Regions from separate parts of the Mus musculus genome. Here regions 1, 3, 4, 5, 6 and 7 are each linked to region 2. Evidence: chromatin contacts called from public HiCAR-type, HiChIP or PLAC-seq and promoter capture Hi-C data. All regions are on one chromosome and are shown on one strand. Each heading gives the region's core, a stretch centred on a gene start, on an enhancer-like site or on the middle of the called end of the contact. The rest is flanking DNA. Distances are from core to core; before and after follow the strand shown.

Region 1 (2,688 bases), core at 7-2,506, 2.8 Mb before region 2:
TGCTTCCTGTGACAGGGAATGCTAAAACAGCTTTGAGAGCCCTGCCAAAACCTACAACATAAGCCTTTCCACTAGGACTGATGGGTAAAACCTTGGCTCACAGGGCAGCTCAACGCTGGTCACCCTCAGACTGGCCAGAGACTGGAGGGGGAGGACCCTCTCTCAGCATGACCCACAATTATACCACCCCCCATCCATAGCAGTATCCCAGGCTAGTTTCTACCCTCTGAACAGAGGCAGAACCCTCCTTCTCCAGCCCCCATCCAGCATTCTTGGGATTTTGTTCCACACTGCCTCGGCGTGTGAGGATCCTGGAGTAGACTGATCTGTGACCCCTTACTTTGACCTGTGACCCTCTCTTCCATCCCGCGGTCCTAGCAGCCTGCTCTTTCCCTCAGCCACTCACCTGCCGACGCGCCAGCCCACTTCTCCTCCCCTCCCCCCAAGGTGGGGAAGGAATGGCGGGCAGAGAAGGAAGGCGGAAGGGGGGTGACATTCCTTGGATTCCCTGGATGGGGGGAAGTGAAGGAGTCAAGGAGAGCAGAGCAGAGCAGAGGGAGGGGCACCCCATCCCCACCTCATCACCAAAGAGGCCGACCAGGACTGGGAATTGAAAACCCATTAGAGAAAAGATTGACCTGACCAGTTCCAGGCCACTGCTCAGTCAGAGGAGGGGCGCTTCCCAGCAAGGTGGCTGCCTCTAAGGGGAGGGCATCCTAGGGCACTCAGGGAAGAGCCGGTCATGCAGGAGAGACTACAAAGAGAGACCAGCACAGGCAACTAATCACATCAGGGACCGCTGGTCAAAACCGACAGTTCACAAACCAGGGCGATGGCTCACCCTTGTAATCCCAGTACTTGGGAAACTGAGGCAGAAGGCCAGCCTGAGCTACAGTGGGCCACCGACTCCAAAAAGAAAATAAACTAGGAAAAAGATTCACCTGCAGTCGAGGGCCACATGCCACCTTGGGCATGCGTGTCAAGACCCCGCAGGTGGCCAGGAAGGAAGGGAACGAGTATCTGCGCGCTTTCCCTTAGATTCCAGCTCGAGGCTTGACTGGAGGGTCGGTCCCCACGGCTGAGGAGGAGAGCCGCAGGCGTGGGTTGGATGGAGCAGCGCGCGGCGGTGCTAGCGGGTCCCCGCGCGCGCGAGGGTGGGAGGTCCTCTCAGGGCAGTGGGAGGTCTTGGCCCTGCGCCCAGCTTGGGGATGGGGTGGGCGTGGTCAGGGGCGTGGTCAGGGGCCTGGCCTCCGCTGCCAGCTTCAGGGCGGCGGAGAGCCTCGCCCGGGCTCAGTCACTGCCGCCACTGCAGGGAACATGGAACCCCCTGACGCCCGCGCAGGGCTGCTGTGGCTCACCTTCCTGCTGTCGGGCTACTCAGGTATGACTTGGGGCTGAGGGCAGAGCTGAAACTTGAGGTTGGGGCTTGTGGGGCAGGCCCCTGGAGTCCCCGAGAAGACAAGGGGAACAAGCTTCCATTTCCCCAGGGATCACAATCTAGGGATTCCCCAGTAGGGAGGAAGGCGGGAGGCCTTGGGGTGCACCCGATCTGAGAGCTAAGGATACCCTAGCTCTGGAGCAAACACATCTGAGACAGCTGTCCCTCCCCAGCTCTTTGGGAATCCTGGAGTCTAAGCCCTGCGACCCCTAATAACCTTGAGTACCTGGAATCTGGGATCTGTAGCCCCTAGTCCCTTAGACTGGAGTCCAGCCCCTCCCCTCCCCCATAGTCAAAATAGGTTCTGCTAAGATACTGAAGATTAGCATCCCGGAGCTGTTCTCTAAGTGATTAAGCTCAGAGTTTCCTCAGAGAAACGGGGGACCCTGCGGTTAAAGCACTTTCTAGAATGTTAGGGTTTCCCCAAAATTCAGAGTTTAGGCTGCCTCTAAAGGACCCGCCTCTCTCTGAAAGGGCCGGAAGAACCGAGCCTGACAGAGAAGGTGGAACAGTGTTTTCCGACTGACAGGGCCCCTTTCCTGAGGGCCCCGATAAATCCACACACCTGCATGTGGTGAAGTGGGGAGGAGAAACAGGGGCGGGGGGACACTGGGGACAGGGTGAAGAGAGATCAGGGAAGACAGGATATCTGGCTGCTTGGCTGCTCACAACCAGTCCAGAGCACCAGCTTGGCCCCCAACCAGCTCCCCTGGGACAGGCTGGGCCCAGAGGTGGGTGCCTGAGAACCAAGGCTCCTGGCACAAACGTGATATAGAGTGGGAACCCAGGAGTAGTCTGTGCCAGGTTAGGCGGGAAAGGAATGATGCCAGCCCAGAGGGTAGATTCTCAGCAAGAACCGTGCTACCTGCCAGACCCTGACAGGAATCCAAGACCCAAGTTCTCAGGTCCCTAGGACTCAGAGATCCGTGTTTCCCACATGCAGCCTGCTATACCTCGGGCAGCTAGTTGTCTAAACTTCCAGTCCTTTCTCCCTCAGGACCCAGCCTCACCTCTGCCCAGGTGACTCACCTCACCCTTTTCAAGCTTCTCTGGTAAAGAGATGGGGGGGGGGTGTTGTCAAGGGGCGGGTAGGGGGCTCTGGCGCCAAGCTGGGCAGGTCTCAGCCAGCCTGACCCTCCCACATTCCTGAAACCTGCCCAGCCCTGTCCCCCCTTGCCACTCCCACACACCCATCCAGCTTCTGGCCCAGCTGCAGCCCACACCCTGGCCCCCCACACATGAGAGAGCAG
Region 2 (2,688 bases), core at 93-2,592:
CTTCATCATCATCATCCACCTCTGTCTCTACCTCCACTGCGGGGGTATCTCTCACAGCCAGTAGCGCGACTAAATCAGGAACCCCGCTCTTTTCGTCTTTGATGTTTAAGCAGATAGACTCTGTCCCAGGAAGGTCTTTCTCTATCTCTTCCTTCTTAGCTTTGTCGGTGACAGTGACAAGTGCCAAGAATTCTCGGGGGCCATCTCCTTCTTCCTGGTCACCCCGAAAGGCCCACTTCTTGGTGAGCTCTTTGGCAGCTGCTTGGAGCGTGGCATACAGGGCCCTCTGGTCTTCATCTACGCTCAGGTCCTCTGCGTAGATCTCCTCTATGACGATACCCAGGCTGTCATCAGAAGAGTCTTCCGACTCACTCCTGGCTCGCCGCCCTCCCCGGCTCCTCTTCTGGCCCTTCTGAGCCGTCAACTTGTGGCTTCTGGATCGGCGCTTGCCTCCCCGACGGCCCCGACGGCCGCTCCTAGCTGCCCCTTCAGAGGAGCCAGCCTTCTTGGCCTCCTTCCCTAATCCCTTGGCCTGGGCTTGGGCCTCCAATACCAGAGGGATGGCTATTTCTCTGAAGTCATCCATGGGCCTTTCATCCAGCAACAGGCGCCTCATCTGCCTAAGGACCCGCGCATCTTGCCCGCGGTCCTTACTCAGGATTTTCCAAATCCCATTCTCTCCCCTAATGTGGATAGGTATGGCAGAGTGATCGAAGTCTGCCCCAAATTCTACAAGGGCTGCCTGAGACTTCTCTTTGGTTACAGCTCTCACAGTCCGAAGCCTGTAGTTGCCCAGGGGCTGCAAGTTCGGACTCAGGGTAGCTTCGATGTCCGCCTGCTGCAGGCGCTCAGGGATGCCCGTGATCAGGAGGGCCCTGTGCACCTCCACTTCCAGCTCCTTACACCAATCTTGCAGAAGGTTCATCGTCATGGCGCTGCCCGGCGGAGGCTAATCTTAGGCGGGAGGGAGCCCGAGAAAGGGGTGGGCTACTGAACACAGGCTAGGTCAATCCCACTCTGGAAAGGCCACCAGCAGGGTGAGAGTCCAGACTCCGGGTTTGGGGCTGTAGGCTATAGCTACCTGCTAGCTTGCCGGACTCAACGGTCTTCCCCCGGGGCAATCCGAGGGTCCGCAGGGGGCTTACGTGTACTTTCTCCGGGCTGTCCCGGGTTGCTCCTCCCTTCCCTTTGTCCCTGACAACCTAGGTGACTGGACACCGCTGGTGGAGTACAGGAGGGCGACGATCAACGCACCTGGTGGGCGTGGGGGTGAGTGAGAGCAGCGGCTCGCCTGTGCTCCCGCGGAGTCTGGAGTGAAGCGCGTACCCGGGTCTAGACGCTCAGCGGGGCCGCTGCGGAACGGCAGCCTCGGTCTGCGCCTGCGCGGACCCAATCACCTCTCCGCCCCCTCCTGCTAGTCCCCGTCTCCATAGTAACACTGCAGGCTGCAGCTGGGGTCTGCCCGGGTACGGTCGCAGCAGCTGCTCTTAAAGGGCCAGGTGGGAAGGAGGGTTTAGGGACTAGTGAGCCAAGAAGGAAGACAAAGTCACTGTGAAAACCACTGAAGGTGATCAGTCTCACTTCAAGGGATAGACAGACACCTCCTTGGAAAGAATAGAGGCTTCCACCAGGGTCATTTATTCTGGCTTTGTTTTTTGAAGCAAGGCCAGGCTAGCCTTGAACTTGCCATGTAGCCAAGGATGACCTTGAACTTCTGATTCTCCTGCTTCCGCCCTCCTGCGATTACAGGCCTCAGTGGTGTCTAGCCTGCGCTGTTTTATTAATACGTCTCTGGGGCTCGGGGCCAGGGTTTTCTGCATGCTGCGTAAGCACTCTACCAACCGAACTACATCCTCATTCCTGCGGGACAGATAGACCTCTGATTAATAAAGCCCCAAATCAAACTGTCCTTTGGAGGTGTAACCTCACACGGGCTCTATGTTTTACCGTATCCTCAATAGCAAGCAGAAACGCCCCGGTCAGCTGTCCTTTATGAGCCAAGGGGTATCATTTCGGGTGTGTGGTACTCAGTATGTGGGTACCAGACTCATGGAGACCAGCTTCACTCATGGATGTCCCTATATTCTGCTTCTGAAACGGGATCTCACTTTGTAGGCCAGTTTAGCCTAGAACTGTGTAGCTCAGGTTAGCCACAAACTCATAGAGATCTGTCAGCCTCTGCCTCTGCCCTCTGCCCTCTGCCTTCTGCCTTTGCTTGCTGAATGCTGGATTGACGTTGTATGCTAGCACACCTGGATCCTTTTGGGGTTTGGTTTTTGAAACAGGATATCACTATGTAGCCCAGGCTAGCCTCAAAGTCCTGGTAATCCTCCTGCCTCAGAATGCTGGGATCATAGGTGTGAGCCACTGTACCCAGATATTCCAAATTTTTTATTTTGAAATTTTTGTTTTATTTATGATTTGTGTGTGTGTGTGTGTGTGCATATGTACGATGCATGTGCGGTGGGGCATGCCTGTGCACAGCATATGTATGGAGGTCAGAGGACAACTTTTAGGTCAGCTCTCACCTACCACCATACCCATGGTCCATTGCTTTAAAGGCCCTTGAGCTGCCTGTCCCTCCCTCTATGAGTTGAATAGACTATCTGTTGGATTTATATTCTATCCTTATTGCTTTCTCAGCAGCAACTTCGAGAATCTTCTAGAACTTTCCCTGATCTGTTTGCT
Region 3 (2,688 bases), core at 28-2,527, 2.7 Mb before region 2:
CTAGACAAGCATTCTATCACAAGCCACATCCTCAGCACTACAGTTGGAAAACCTCAAGGAAAGCAGTGATTGGTGTGTGTGTGTGTGTGACTGGCAAGCTTATTCTATGGGAGATGTCCACTCCTGGGCTTGCTTATGACACTGGAACATTTCCCTCTGGTACAAAGTGAAAAAGAATATGATTCAGTGTGAAAGTTACATGATATTCCCATTTCTATATTTATCAAATTATGTTCTAATAGAACATAGCCACATCCCTGTTTCTGGTCCTTGGCTGTTTATGTAAGATGGCACATTTGAAAATTAAGACCATTTGGTTCTCAAAGCCTGAGCCTAATGTCTTTCATTGCAAGAAAAGGTTTGCTCTAAGCTGGACGTGATGGTAGGTGCCTGGGATCCCCAGGACTCAGGCTGAAGCAGATGGATTATCATGAATTCAATGTCAACCAGAGCTACATAGCAAAACCAAAACAATGCTCTTTGCTTTGGTGTGCAACAGTAGATACCGGTGCCACATCATTCACTGCTGCAGTTTTCTGCCTCTGGAGCAAGAAGTGGGCCTGGTTTTAGTAATGCTGTACCCTAGTTTTCATTACAGGCTGCAGCATATGGCAAGTGCTTAATTATGCGTAGGTTGCTTGAATCATTGATCACACATGCTATGATAGAAGGGGAATGGAACATACAAGTTTCTATAGGTTTCTATAGGTTATAGGTGCCATATATCACCAACGGGCTGGGACTGTAGCTCAGTATTCATGAAGCCCTGGGTTCAACACTCAGTGCTGCATAGACTAGGTGGTGGTTCATGCCTGTCGTCCCAGCACTGTGGAGGGACGAATCTGAAGGATCCATGGGGGCAAAAGGATCTGCAGTTCAAGGTCATCGGTCTGGGCAAGATGAGACCCTATGTAAATTTTACTTCAAACAAATTATCAATGGCTGCTAACTTCCCACTCCTGGCTTCATTTGCCAGCCTGAAAGATAGCAGGTTCAAGCCCTCGTAGGGGAAATGGAATGCCCATTTCTCAGCTTGTTCTGTGGGTAGGGCGCAAGTGGACCCGGACGGACCTCAGTGGTCTTGGCCAAGGCAATGGGCAGCGACTCGCACCCGGACCCTGCGAAGTGCCAAGCCTTCGCTTCCCGGCCGACCCCGCCCCCGCAGTCACGTGAGCAGCGGGGGTTTTCCCATTCCCTTTGACGTGACGTCACGGAGGGGTACGAGCCAATGGGTGCGCAGGCCGGCGGCGCCGGGGAATTCCGCCGCCCCGCCCCCGCCCGCCGCCCGCTCGGCCCGGCGCCCCCCGCAGCCCCGGGCGCCGTGCGTCCAGCCCGGCCTTCGGCCCTAGCCTTGCACCGCTTGCCCGGCCGGTGATCGTCCCAGCCGACCGGGCTGTCCGACTGCCCGGCTTGCCCTCGTGTGCGCTCGCCCTGAGCTGGCCTTCGGGCTGTCGGTCCCTACGGGCCGGGCCATGCCGAGTCGCCGCGCTGCCAGAGAGTCCGCGCCCGAGCTAGGGGCCTTGGGTAAGCAGAGTGGAACCTCTGGGGCGGGGCTCGGGCTCGGGGAGTTCGGGGCGCTCGGAGTCATCTGCGGGTTTCCGCAGGATTCGCGCTTCGGTGCGGAGAGTACAAGGGTGGCGGGGACACTGCGCGAGGGATAAGGCAGAAGGTAGAGGATGGTGAAGGGTCTTGCCGGGGAGATACAGGCTAGGCGTCCCGCTAAGGAGTGAGAAGGGGGCGGGGCCTGAGCCTGAGGCAAAGAAGGGGGCGGGCCGGGCGGCGGTCGAGAGGAGGGGCGGGGCATAACTCTGAAGGGGAGGAGCCATACACACAGGGGCGGGGCAAACTCAGAGGAGGCTTCTGGTTTACAGAGTGGGTGAGGCTGCTCTTAGGAGTAAGGGGCGGAGCCTAATTCGAGGAAGTGGCTTTATTCTCTCCAAACAAGGGGGACCCTTCTCCCGCAAGGCTTAGGCCTTTAGAGGCAAAGAAAGAGGCGGGGCCCAGCTTCAAGATTTAAGGAGGAGCGGTGCCTGACCTCGAGGAGGAGGATCCAGGACTGTGCTTGACAGGAAATAGGGGCGGGGTCAGGCTCCAAGAGCAAGAAGAGGTGTGTGGCTCAGTGAGTGGGCGGGACTTACCCTTGGGTTGGGGTGGGGGAAAGTGGGGCGTAGTGGCAGGTCTAGGGAAAGGGCAGGGCCTGTTTAGAAAACGAAGGGCGGGGCCTGACGATGGGATTGAAAAGGGGCGGGGCCTGCAGCGAGATGGGGGAGAGGAAAGTTCTCCAGTGACGAAGTATTGGGGCTCGGATTTCGCCCTGAGGGAAGAACGGAGACGGGGGTTTTCCTGAGGCATCAGGAGTCCTCCAAGTCCCACCTTAATGGGGAAAGTAGCGGATATTGAGTGATGATTGGCGGAGTCAAAGGCAGAAACGAAAAGCCAGAACTTTTTTCAAGAGTTAGAGAAGAGCCGGTTGTGGTGGCGCACTTGGGAGGCAGAGGCAGGCGGATTTCTGAGTTCGAGGCCAGCCTGGTCTACAAAGTGAGTTCCAGGACAGCTCAGGGCTATACAGAAAAACACTGTCTCGAAAAACCAAGAAAAAAAAAAAGGAGTTAGAGAAGGCTGGCCTGCACCTGAGCTCGGTAAGGAGGAGGGACTTTATTCAAGGGACCAAGCCAGAGAGAGGAGCAG
Region 4 (2,688 bases), core at 112-2,611, 2.5 Mb before region 2:
GCGAAGATTATGCCTTTAATCCTGGCAACTCCGGAGGTCAACCTGAGTCACGTGAGATCAAAACATCAAAAGCCAAGGCAGGGGACGAGGCTCAGTTGGTAGAGTACTTGTCTGGCTTGCAAGAAACCCTGGCTTCCCACCCCAGCAGCCATGCAGGGCTGCAATCCACACACTGGGGAGAGGGAGGGCAGGACCAGAGCGTCAGTATAGTCTTTGGGTATATAGAAATTTGACACCAGACTGAGCAACGTGAGACTCTGTGGGAATTTTGTTTTCTTAGTTTTTCTAGACAGAGTTTCTCTTGTAACCTTCAGTGTTCTGGAACTCACTCTGTAGACCAGGCTAGCCCTGAACTCACAGATCCACTCACCTCTGCCTCTTGAGAGCTGGGATTAAAGTGTGCACCACCACTGCCTAGCTGAAAAATTATTAAAAAAAAAAAAAGTCCTAAGGTCCATGTTCGAAAACTGATCCTTTTAGGTTACACATCCTTGAGCCTGACTCTGACATCAGCATCACCAGCCGGGGCAGCCTTCATATCCTATCCTAGCCTCTCTTGATCACTCTCTCTCTCTCTCTTTATTTTAATTAATTAATTAATTTTGTATGTGGGCACACAAGCCATGGTCGGTATGTGGGGTTCAGATGTGAACTTGCAATCGTCGGTCCTCTCTGCCTTGTGGGTCACAGTGACTGGATCCAGCTCTTCAGGGCAGCAAGCATCTACCTGCTGAGCCATCTTGATAGCCCTTCCTTTCTATTTAATTAATTAATTAATTAGTTAATTAATTAATTAATGGAGACAGAGTCTCAATCCCTAATCCAAGCTTGTTCAAACCGGCCAGCCTCCTGCCTCAGCCTCCGCTCCTTAGTGCTGGCCCTGCAGGTGTGAGGAGCCTGTGTGTGTGTGTGTGTGTGTGTGTGTGTGTGTGTGTGTGTGTGTGTGTGTGTGGCTTTCTGGTAGCTGCAACCCTCCTCACTGGAGGCAGCCAGGCACTGGCTGCCCACCCCACGGGGGTGTCCCCATCCAGTGTCAGAGTGTCAGAGTGCATTAGACCTAACATCCCCATCTCCCTCAGCCAGGAGTGGACCCCATCTCTACAAGTCCTTCCTACCTCTCTGGATCCCAGAGCCCCAGTCCCTGCCGCCGCCGCTTCACCGCAGCACTCACCAAACCCAGCCTTCAGCCTGCATCTGCTCACCCAGCCCTCCTGCCTCCAGAGTTCTGGGTTCTGATGAGGTGTCCCATCTTTGGAAGAAGTTGGGGGCATGCTTTCTTCACCCCGACACTCACCTTCTGTCTGTGCCTGTCCTTCTGTCCCCTCTTGCTGTCCAGTCCCCAGACTACTTGGGCCAGGACTGCTGAGAGCTTGGATCTAGGGGGGGGGGGGTTGGAGGAGGACAATTTCCTGTCAGGAAGCCCCTCCCTCTCTGGGGCCAGGGGCTGGAAGGCCCCATTATCTGTCTGCCCTTCTAGGCCAGGCTGTGGTTGGGCCCTGCTGTGACAAGGGCCACAGACCCCTCTCCCCGCCCTTACCCCCCCTCCCAGCTTTGCCGGAATCCGCCCGCCCTCCTGCCTGCTTTTCACGCCTCCCAAGGTAACAACATCATCCTGTGTGCCCAGGGGAGACACCCTGAGCTGGACAGGGGCCCACAGCTGAGCTCTGGAGTAATGGAGGTGTGGATAGGGTCTCAAGGGAGCATGTGTTCCTCTTGTATCCTCTGCTGGGGGACAGGATTCAAAGGAAACTCCACTGGTCCCAGAGGCTGGATTGAGGACCCAGTGGGGTAGCCCTGTCATGGCTTTTAAAATGTAGCTCTCGGCCAGTGGGGCGGTGGTGGCTCATGCCTTTAATCCCAGCACTGGGGAAGCTGAGGTAGGTGGCATCTCTGAGGCCAGCCTGGTCTACAGAATGAATTCCAGAACAGCCAGTGACTCATAGCAAGATTCTATCACTCCTCTGCCTCTGTCCCCCACTGTGGGCCAGTCTCCCAGGGACCTAGCTGTATTGTATCATAACCACAGAGCACCTTCCATCAGATGATAGACTCAACTGCACGTGCATGCTCTCCTTTTTTCTCCTTTTGAGACGGGGCCTCATTATGTAGCCCAGGCTGGCCTAGAACTCACAAAGATCCTGCCTCCCAAGTGCTGGGATTGAAGGCTTAGGCCACCTTGCCTGACTCTTCTTTGCATGTATGTGTTGGGGGTGCCGGGGAATTGAACTCAGGGCCCTGTGCACGATGGTCATGTGCTCTGCCATGATACTACTTCCCAGTCAATCCTTTACAGATTCCCCAACCCGCCCACTCCAATGAAGGTGCAGCAGATCTGACTTTTTTTTAAGTGTATTATTTATTTATTTATGTTTGTGAGTGACTACAAGTATTGCGTGCATGCAGTGCCCAAGCCCACTAGAAGGAGACAGATCCCCTGGAACTGGAGTTGGGTGGTTGTCCACTGCCCCGTGGTTGCTGAGAATTGAACCCTGGTCCACTGCAGAAGCAGCCAGTGCTCCTAACCACTGCTCAGTTCCGTTCTCCAGCTTCACATTCATACTTTTATGCCTTTCGGTTTAATGGATCTTTATGCACTCCCAGGGTTGCAGCAGAAAGTGCTAACATCCGATTCCAGAACATCTCGGTCTCCTTGAAGCGAACTCATGGGCTACAGCAGTGTCCCCCCAC
Region 5 (2,688 bases), core at 118-2,617, 2.6 Mb before region 2:
GCTCTAGCCGTCTAGTGAGGGAGTCTGTGTCCCCTGTTTCAGCCCCTTGTCACTAGAAATCTTTCAGTACATGATATCTGGAAGCAGTTCCTAGCTAAGCACAGTGACCCAAGTCTGTAATCCCAGCATTTGGTGTGGGGAAGGGGGTGTAGAGGCAGGAGGAGCCAGAGATAAAGCCTGTCTTTCCTACATGGCAAGTCAGCGGGCAGCCTGGATTACATGAGAACCAGTAAAACCAAACAAAACCCAACCCTCCCCCCCCAAACAAAGCCCACTTAATGCCTTTTGGAGTTCAGAATGTAACTGAAGGTTTGCATTAATTATAGGGGCTTTTGGTACTTCTCAGTCTCCAAAGTGTGCTAACCCCCAACTGTGAAGAGGAAAGCAGCTACCCTTAGCAGTGGTCTCAGTTATCAGTTCACACTGGAGCCTCCCTCCAGTTCCAGCCTAGCTCTCTACTTGGCAATGCTGTGCTCGACCCTCCTCAAATCCCGTTCTGTGGTTTCAGTCCCTGTGCCAGTGGGCTTTAATGAGCTGAGAAGGAAAAGCGAAAGTGCCCAGATGAATCCTGAGCTTTGGAATCGACCCCTTGGAGGTGTGGCTTAGGCTCGCTCAGGTTTGGTCAGCTGGTTCATCCCGAGCCTTTGGAATTCCTGCTCCCAGTTTTTGTTTTGTTTTGTTTTTATAGCAGGTTCATGAATACCTAGCAGACTCGTCTAATATTGTAATTTACATTTGATACAATTTTGACGAAAATTGTGCTAAAGTGTGCTCTTCTGTCGCTTCTGTCACTTGTACGTACTCATCCGATATTCAGCTTGGCTCTCAGCTCTCAGCACCTCCATCACTTTATCCTGCTCCCAGTACTTGGCTTAGCCCCACCAGGGTCTCCTGCTGTAGCACCTGCTTGTCTGAGGCTCCCTTTGTAATCCAGCCTAGCCTCGAATTCGCAACCTCCTCCTTCAGCCTCTCCAAGGCTCGGTTCACAAGGCGAGTCACTACCATGTCCAGCAAGTGGTTTTTTAATTAATATCTGATCCGTATTTTATATTTTAAGTTACTCATTTCTTGTAGACGCGTAGAAATCAGAGGACAATTTTGTGGAGGCGATTCTTCTATTTTTACGAACTCAGACGGCTTTAGCCGCTGACAGCCCTCTCGCAGGCCGCGGTTATAGGATTTGTATTGAATCCTTTCCCGAATTACTTGGGCTTGTGACGAATGTGCGGGAGCCTGACTGTTGACAGCTTGGCTTGTGGGGGGCGGGAGGGGGCGGCTAGAACTCGCGCATGCGCGGCGCTCCGGGAGACAGCGTTCATAGGCCCCGCCTCTGTGTTCTGCAGTTTGGCTCTGCAGATTCGCCGGTCACGTTTCTTTTTTCCGCGGAGCTTACTGTTCTTTGTTCCGGTCTTCCTGTCGTCCTCGACACGGTTTTTTTTCAGAGCAAAAGCTTGAGTCGGTGCTATGCTTTTCTCGGTACGCAGCGGGCCCTTCGGCTTGTAGCGAAAGTGTGGCTGCGGAAGAGCAGGTACTCGCGGAGCTCGGCGGAGGCGCGTTGGGGCTCCCGGCGACTGCGACGACGACGACGACGACGACGACGAACGGAGCGGACGGAGGCGGCGCTTGAGGCAGCGGCGAAGCCCATGCCCCGGAACGGCGGGAGGACCCGGAGAGACGAGTCCGGGGCCCGGGGCATGTCCCCGGGGCCCCCGTGAGGAGGAGGAGGCGGCGGCGATGGAGATCCCGCCGCAGGAGGCTCCGCCCGGGCCGGGCGCGGACGCCGACGCGGACGCGGAGGCCGAGACCGAGGAGGCCTCCGCCGAAGCTGAGTCTCCTACCGGGACCTCGCCCCCGGCCGATGGCCGCCTTAAGGCTGCTGCCAAGCGTGTCACGTTCCCATCTGACGAGGACATCGTGTCTGGAGCGGTGGAGCCCAAAGACCCCTGGAGACACGGTAGCTTTGGCGAGGGTTGCGGGGGAGAGCCTAGAGGCGGGTGGGACCGCCATAGGGCCGACCCCCACGGAGGTGGCCCGCGGCAAATGGTACTTATTGGTGATTTCAACGGTGCCTAGGTTAGAGCTGGAGGCAGAGAGGGGTTGGCGGGAGAGCTGGAAAGGTCCACAGGACTGGGTTTTCAAAGCCTAACCTTGTTTGGGAGTTTGGGAGGCTGGCAGCCAGCCTTTGAGTTCATGGTACACTCAGGGATAGATGAAGAGAGCCTGGTTATAGTATTGGGGGAAAGGTAAGTGCCTGAGTCCACGGGATGGTGAGAGCGAAGCAGCTGGTCTGTAAACCAGGAGGCAAAGCGTAGCCGGCTATGGCCATTGCTCTTTTGGCTGAAACGAGGACGGAAATAAACCCAGACTGTACAGAAGTTTGTAAACCCTCCGACTGGGAAAGGAGGGTCAGAGGCAGCAGGTAGTAAAGCAGAGGACGAGGTGGCCAGTTTGCCTGTGTGCGAGGAATTCCGCAGTAAGGTTCGGCAGCAGAACGCGGAGCCCGCTTTTACCAGGGTTTACCTGGGGAAGGACTCGGCAGTATTCCCTACTCAACAGAAGGTGACTTACATGTTGGGAGATGGGAAGATCTAAGATCTAGGCCTGTTGGTGGGGAGGTGGAACTGGACGGGCACTTGGAGGAGTGCATTGGCTTTGATGGCTTTGAAAGGGAAAAGGTTGCTGGGGAGA
Region 6 (2,688 bases), core at 103-2,602, 3.0 Mb before region 2:
AAAAGTTAATAAGAAAAATGTAAAGGTTGGTGTCAGCTTCCCCAGGAATCCGACTTTTCCACCGTTTGTTTTCTTTCACTTCAGGAAGCTAACAAGCTCTGTGTGTGTGTGTGTGTGTGTGTGTGTGTGTGTGTGTGTGTGTGTGTGTGTTATGGGAAAGGACTAGAGACGCTGTATTCACAGGGCAGAAACAGGGAGGGAGAGAGAAGGGCACAGAACTTTTTCCCTTTTCGGGTGTGTGTGGGAGGTGGTTTAGTGACCTGCCAGTTTATACCACAGCAATGGGGAGATCTGGGAGAAGGGGAAGCCCACAGTCATGACAGCATGGTCAGAGAAGGAACAGAATGGTTACAGGCTCTCAGTGTGGAAATGCCACAGGACTCAAGAAACTCCAGAGATTTCCAGAAGACTTGCCCCTCAGATTCCCATTCAGAATTAACCGAGAGCAGGAACTGGGGGGGGAGGAGGTGAAGGTTGGGGAGCACAGGCCCGGCATTGCTGCATTCCAAGGTGTTGGGAGGAAGATCAGGAGTTCAAGGGTAGTCTAGAACAATCGTTCTCAACCTGCGAGCTTCAACCCCTTTGGGGAACCATATCAGATATCCCACATGTCATATTTACATTATGATATTTACATGTCCCATATTCACATTATGATTCATAACAGTAGCAAAATTACAGTTATAAGTAGCAATGAAAATGATTTTATGATTAGGGGTCACCACAGCATGAAGAACTGTATTAAAGAATCCGGGCATGGTGGCACACGCCTTTAATCCCAGCACTTGGGAGGCAGAGGCAGGCTGATTTCTGAGTTCGAGGCCAGCCTTGTCTACAAAGTGAGTTCCAGGACAGTAAAACCCTGTCTCGAAAACAAACACACAGAAACAAAAACAAACAAAGAAAAAAAGTATCGCGCACTGGGAAGATTGAGAACCACTGACCTAGAATGTGCTTCATGAGACCTTATTTCTTTTTTTAAACAGTTTCACTGTGTAACTCAGACGAGGCTGGATTTGTCTACGGTGGACCCGGCTGACACAGAACTCACAGATCTGCCTGCCTTCCAAAGTGCTGTGATTAAAGACATTTGAAGCCTAGCCCCCTGCCCCCCATTATTTTTAATTAAAAAAAAAATCCGGGATGATCTCACGTGGCCCAGGCTGGCCTTAAACCCGCTTTCAATTCTGATGATCCTCTTGCCTCCATCCTCCCCACCCGACTCAGGTGCTGGGATGACAGGTTTACAGAACACTAATCGTCAGGGTCGTTCACTCATCAACCAGCCCGGCAGACGTGCTTGGCTGTGTGCGCCTGCCCAGCAGGGGACCGCCCTCAATGGGCCGTCCCTAGGCGGCACCCGCTTAGCTGAGATTCCAGCACTTGACTTCAGGGTTTCGGAGAGATAAGGCGCTTGGCCGTTACTAACTGGACTACAAAGAGCTGGATCGGACCGGAACCACATGGCTCAACTCGCCCGAGCCACCCGCTCCCCGCTGTCATGGCTGCTGCTGCTGTTCTGCTATGCACTCCGGAAAGCGGGTAAGTAGCCCCGCGCCCCGCGCCCCGCGCCCCGCGCCCCGCGCCCCGGCCTGTGCGCACCTCGAGAGGCCCTCCCAGGCCACCCGATCCCTTCTTCCCGGCCCAAAGTCCTAGGTCTGGATTCTGGAGCAGAGATTCCAGAAAATAGGGCGTGGTGACTCACACCGGCCACCGGAGTACAGGGGAGGATGAGGTAGGAGGGTTGCCTTGAGTTCCAACGTAGCCTAGACTCGGGAATGAGAACCGGATTTGCTCCACTTCGCGCACGCTTGCGCACGCGCACACACACACACACACACGCGCGCGCGCGCGCACACACACGCACGCACGCGCGCAAAAGATGTTTTATTATTGTAAAATAAATGACTCGTACACTGAGAAAAAGTCTGGGTGACTCATGCCAGGAACCTTAACCCTAGTGGCCACACTCTCTCCAGCAAGTTAATCGTGACTGACTCAGAGTTGATTTATTAGTTCATTTTCCTTTCGCTGAGTTGGAGACTGAAGCCTCACTGGGGAATTGTAGCACAGGAGTCTACCCCTGAGCACACAGGGTGCTGAGGATAGACCCTTGGTCCTCACACAACCTAATTCGGAGCCCTGTGCTATTCCCATTGTTTCAGTGGTTGACCAGCAGCAAGTCAGGCTGGGCGCTCAGAGTGAGCTCAGAGTGACTGGAACCAAAAAACCAAACCAAACCAAACCAAAACAGGGAGGTGGTGGCTCATGCCTTTAACCCCAATAGGGGAGGCAGAGACAGGTGGAGCCCCGTACAGGGGTACCCTAGGGTCACCATGACGGGTCCTGGGTTCCCAGAACTTCACTCTGAAGTCATTATCAGACTTCTCAAGTATTCAGAAATGCCTGATACTGTATTCCCTAATGTTGAGGGCCTACTGTGTATTGGGCTAAAGGAGAGAGTCTCACATAGGGCCTAGCAGAGTGACTATTGAATGGCTCGGATTCAAACCCCACCGTATCTTGTCGTCTTATGCCTGCGTGATCCCCCTAGCAAATTCTTCTATGCCTCCATTTCTGCATATGTAAGTGGTACCTGAAGCCCAGTGTGATGGTGCTCACCCTTAATCGCAGAATTTAGGAGGCAGAGGCAAGCAGATCTCTGAGTTCCAGACCAGCCTGGTGAAT
Region 7 (2,688 bases), core at 121-2,620, 2.8 Mb before region 2:
TGGCTTCAAAGGTTGTGCCACCAAACTTGGCTACGTGAGTTGGGGCCCCGGCACCCACTTGCTGCTTCCAACTCAAAGCAAGTTGTTATTTGCCCTTCAGAAGTCAGCACGGCCTGCACACACACAAAATAATCAGCAAGCAAACAAATAGGAGCATTAACAAGAGTGGAAAGCAAGTTGGTCAGAGCCAGGGTCCACTCCTTGGGCCTTGCCACATGGGAGAGGGGCTTCATGTATGTGGCCGGTGGAGAAGGGGCCCTACCCCAGCCCAGGTGGCTCTCTCACAAGAAACCCCCAAATGCCTGGCCCTTGGGGAGGATTTGGCTGTCAGGTACTTCAGCAGCGGAGTACCTGTTCCCCTCCCCCATCCCCAACAAGTGGACCTTCTCATTAGCTCCACTCGGCGGCCCTGGGAATGTGAAAAGGCGGGTGGGGGTGGGGAGGGTGGAGCGTCTACGAAGAGACAAAAGGGCCGCCTCAAAACCAGCCACAAAGACCACAGGATTCTGGTGAGATAGAGAAAGTGGGACAAGGACAACCGGAAGGGACTGGTAGGGCCAGAGGACAGACTGACTGGTCCAGCCCCACCCAGCGGGGTTCGGCCTGCTGGGTTGGTTTATGCTGCCCCCTCGCGGAAGGCTGCGATATAAAAAAAGGATACTGGGTGGGAGGGACGCAGAGGCCAGATGCAGGGACAGGAATATTAAGAGTGACACAGAAAAAAACTATGAGACAAGAAACAGAAAGTGACAGGGACGCAAAGAGAGACGCACACAGTCAAAGGAATGCAACGAGACACGGGGACTAAGTGACATAGGCACATGGACAGACAAAGAAACACCAGAGCAGAGCCACAGAGAAACATGGGGATGCGGAGGGAGACTCAGAGGTAGAGAAAGAGGAGAAATCTGGAAAGAAATGATGCGGCGACACGAGAACCCAGGGCAGAGATCAGAAAGAAATGGGGTCCACTAAGAAGTGACCCCGACCTACCACAGCAGCAGGACTAGGAGAAAGGCTGGGACAGGGGTGTGGCCTCACCAAGGGGCGGTGCCTCAGGAAGGGAGGCCCTATGAGAGCCCACATACTCAGGCTAACCAGAGGGCAGTGGGGCGTGGTCTGGGCGAGAAGGCATGGCTTCTCCTGGTGGGAGGCGACCGGAAGTTTAGAAGGGGGTGTGACCGCGTCTCATTAGAGTGACCAGTAGGGGGCGCAGTGGGTCTTCCCGGGTTGTGTGTGGGCGTGGCTCCATGTCGAGTGGGCGTGGTCAAATAGTTAATTCCAGGAGAAGGCGGAGATAGAATCGTGGGGCCAGACAGGTGTGGGACGCGGGATGGGCGGGGTCTTAGCCCTGAGAGGGGCGGAGCCTGAGCCCTAGGATCGGCTTGGCGAAGAGGGGCGGGGCCTGTGACGTCATGAGTCCGGCCCGCTGGAGCTAAGCGAGGGGCCGGGGGGCGCGGATCCTGAGAGCCAGGCGAGGGAAAGCTGGGCCGAACGAACTGATCCGGGGAGCCGTGAGCGGCGGAAGCCGGCCTGGAGCCGGACACTTCAGACCCCTGACTGCCCTCCCAGCCGATCGGTACACGAAGAGTGGTCCCTAGGCACCCCCTGCCCGGGCCCAGTCCCTCCCCGGGCCCCCCATGGCCCGGGCCGCAGTCCTCCCGCCGTCCAGATTGTCACCGACGCTGCCGTTGTTGCCGCTGCTACTGCTCCTGCTTCAGGAAACAGGTGAAAACGCGCGGATGCCTTCGTCAGTCCTCAGAAGGGAGGGAACGGGGCATCGTCCCCCACCTCACTCCCAGCTCCCCGAGGCCCCTTTCCCTCGTGCCCCCTTCTAGGTTGGCCCTACTGATCGAGATTCTCGCAACACACCGGGCTCTCTCTCCGAGTCTCCTAACCTCCCTCTCTGCACCTCGCGTAATCACAAGTGTCCATTCTAACCCGGGTTTCTGACCCCCTCCACCTCCCTCGGCGTGGAAAGGGTTAAATCCTCCCCATCCTGTGCTGATCACTTATCCGGAATCTGGATTTCCGTCTCTGCTCTCCCCCCTCAGGAATGTGGAGAATGTTCCCCCCACTCACACTAGCTGGAGGGTCGTGATGGTGAGGAGGGACGACACCCCCCCCCCTTTTTTTTCTTTTCCTTCTTGTTGGGTTGGGCATCCGAGGCCCGGGGAGAATTGGGCGCGAGGGGACCCACAGTCGAGGTTCCCAAGACGAGTGTGTGTTGGGGGGGGGATGAGTTCGGTCTTTGGGAGCCCTTGGCAAACCAATGATGAGAGTTGGGGGCACTCAGGGGCAGGAAGGGTGTGAGTCTGGAGTGCAAGCCTCAGGGAGTTTACAGACACTGACCCCTGGGTTCTGGGAAAATTAAGAGGTTCTGCCTCCAGGATCTCAGAAGGCGAGCCTAACCCGGGTCTAGATAGAATTGGAGAAAAGGGGTTCAAACTTGTGGGTCTTGGGTTTAACTGTGGGCAAAGAGCTCTGCTCGCTGGGGTCCAGGTGCAGTTAGGGTCCAGAGGCACTATCTTGGCAGGTTCGGATTTAGCTGTAGGCAATGGAATTTAATGATCAAGGGACTCTGACCTTTACCCCTCTGCCCCCAAATATAATCAAAGGCTTAAAGACGTAGCCTGAAATTGGGAACTTAGTCGGCTGTGTCCCAGGTAGAGTCAGAGCCCGGGAGGT

Evidence for each region. Promoter capture Hi-C pulls out the DNA fragments that hold promoters and counts their contacts. HiCAR-type assays count read pairs that join an accessible place to other places. HiChIP or PLAC-seq counts read pairs in DNA pulled down with a chosen protein or histone mark.
Region 1: a contact with region 2 is called in a promoter capture Hi-C map of cranial neural crest. The contact joins the promoter of Bcam here to the promoter of Pnmal2 in region 2. A contact is called at or near these places in 2 of 39 promoter capture datasets (cranial neural crest and frontonasal cranial neural crest) and 1 of 115 datasets of contacts at active chromatin or transcription factors (embryonic midbrain).
Region 3: a contact with region 2 is called in a promoter capture Hi-C map of hippocampal neurons, with 6 times the contacts expected there. The contact joins the promoter of Relb here to the promoter of Pnmal2 in region 2. A contact is called at or near these places in 3 of 39 promoter capture datasets (cranial neural crest, hippocampal neurons and second pharyngeal arch cranial neural crest) and 2 of 115 datasets of contacts at active chromatin or transcription factors (embryonic forebrain and stem cell-derived neural progenitor cells).
Region 4: an H3K4me3 HiChIP or PLAC-seq map of embryonic forebrain shows a contact between it and region 2, with 3 times the contacts expected there. The contact joins the promoter of Exoc3l2 here to the promoter of Pnmal2 in region 2. A contact is called at or near these places in 2 of 39 promoter capture datasets (cranial neural crest and frontonasal cranial neural crest) and 1 of 115 datasets of contacts at active chromatin or transcription factors (embryonic forebrain).
Region 5: a promoter capture Hi-C map of hippocampal neurons shows a contact between it and region 2, with 3 times the contacts expected there. The contact joins the promoter of Ppp1r37 here to the promoter of Pnmal2 in region 2. A contact is called at or near these places in 2 of 39 promoter capture datasets (hippocampal neurons and second pharyngeal arch cranial neural crest) and 2 of 115 datasets of contacts at active chromatin or transcription factors (astrocytes and embryonic stem cells).
Region 6: a contact with region 2 is called in a promoter capture Hi-C map of embryonic stem cells, with 3 times the contacts expected there. The contact joins the promoter of Pvr here to the promoter of Pnmal2 in region 2. A contact is called at or near these places in 3 of 39 promoter capture datasets (embryonic stem cells, hippocampal neurons and liver).
Region 7: a HiCAR-type map of astrocytes shows a contact between it and region 2, with 5 times the contacts expected there. The contact joins the promoter of Nectin2 here to the promoter of Pnmal2 in region 2. A contact is called at or near these places in 1 of 39 promoter capture datasets (cranial neural crest) and 4 of 115 datasets of contacts at active chromatin or transcription factors (VIP interneurons, astrocytes, embryonic forebrain and 1 more).

The regions. Positions count from the first base shown.
Region 1 is chr7:19,769,100-19,771,787 of GRCm38.p6, reverse strand. It overlaps Bcam (basal cell adhesion molecule), which reads left to right and starts at 1,256. Exons shown (of 15, transcript NM_020486.2): 1 at 1,256-1,381. The coding sequence starts at 1,318.
Region 2 is chr7:16,943,336-16,946,023 of GRCm38.p6, reverse strand. Pnmal2 (PNMA-like 2) reads right to left here and starts at 1,342. Exons shown (of 1, transcript NM_001099636.2): 1 at 1-1,342. The coding sequence starts at 931.
Region 3 is chr7:19,628,027-19,630,714 of GRCm38.p6, reverse strand. Relb (avian reticuloendotheliosis viral (v-rel) oncogene related B) reads left to right here and starts at 1,277. Exons shown (of 12, transcript NM_009046.2): 1 at 1,277-1,524. The coding sequence starts at 1,473.
Region 4 is chr7:19,461,960-19,464,647 of GRCm38.p6, reverse strand. It overlaps Exoc3l2 (exocyst complex component 3-like 2), which reads right to left and starts at 1,361. Exons shown (of 12, transcript NM_001370800.1): 1 at 1,295-1,361.
Region 5 is chr7:19,561,077-19,563,764 of GRCm38.p6, reverse strand. It overlaps Ppp1r37 (protein phosphatase 1, regulatory subunit 37), which reads left to right and starts at 1,367. Exons shown (of 13, transcript NM_199149.3): 1 at 1,367-1,954. The coding sequence starts at 1,735.
Region 6 is chr7:19,919,807-19,922,494 of GRCm38.p6, reverse strand. Pvr (poliovirus receptor) reads left to right here and starts at 1,352. Exons shown (of 8, transcript NM_027514.2): 1 at 1,352-1,542. The coding sequence starts at 1,464.
Region 7 is chr7:19,748,255-19,750,942 of GRCm38.p6, reverse strand. Nectin2 (nectin cell adhesion molecule 2) reads left to right here and starts at 1,370. Exons shown (of 9, transcript NM_008990.3): 1 at 1,370-1,728. The coding sequence starts at 1,641. Gm34744 (a long non-coding RNA gene) reads right to left here and starts at 1,373. Exons shown (of 3, transcript XR_881878.3): 1 at 994-1,373.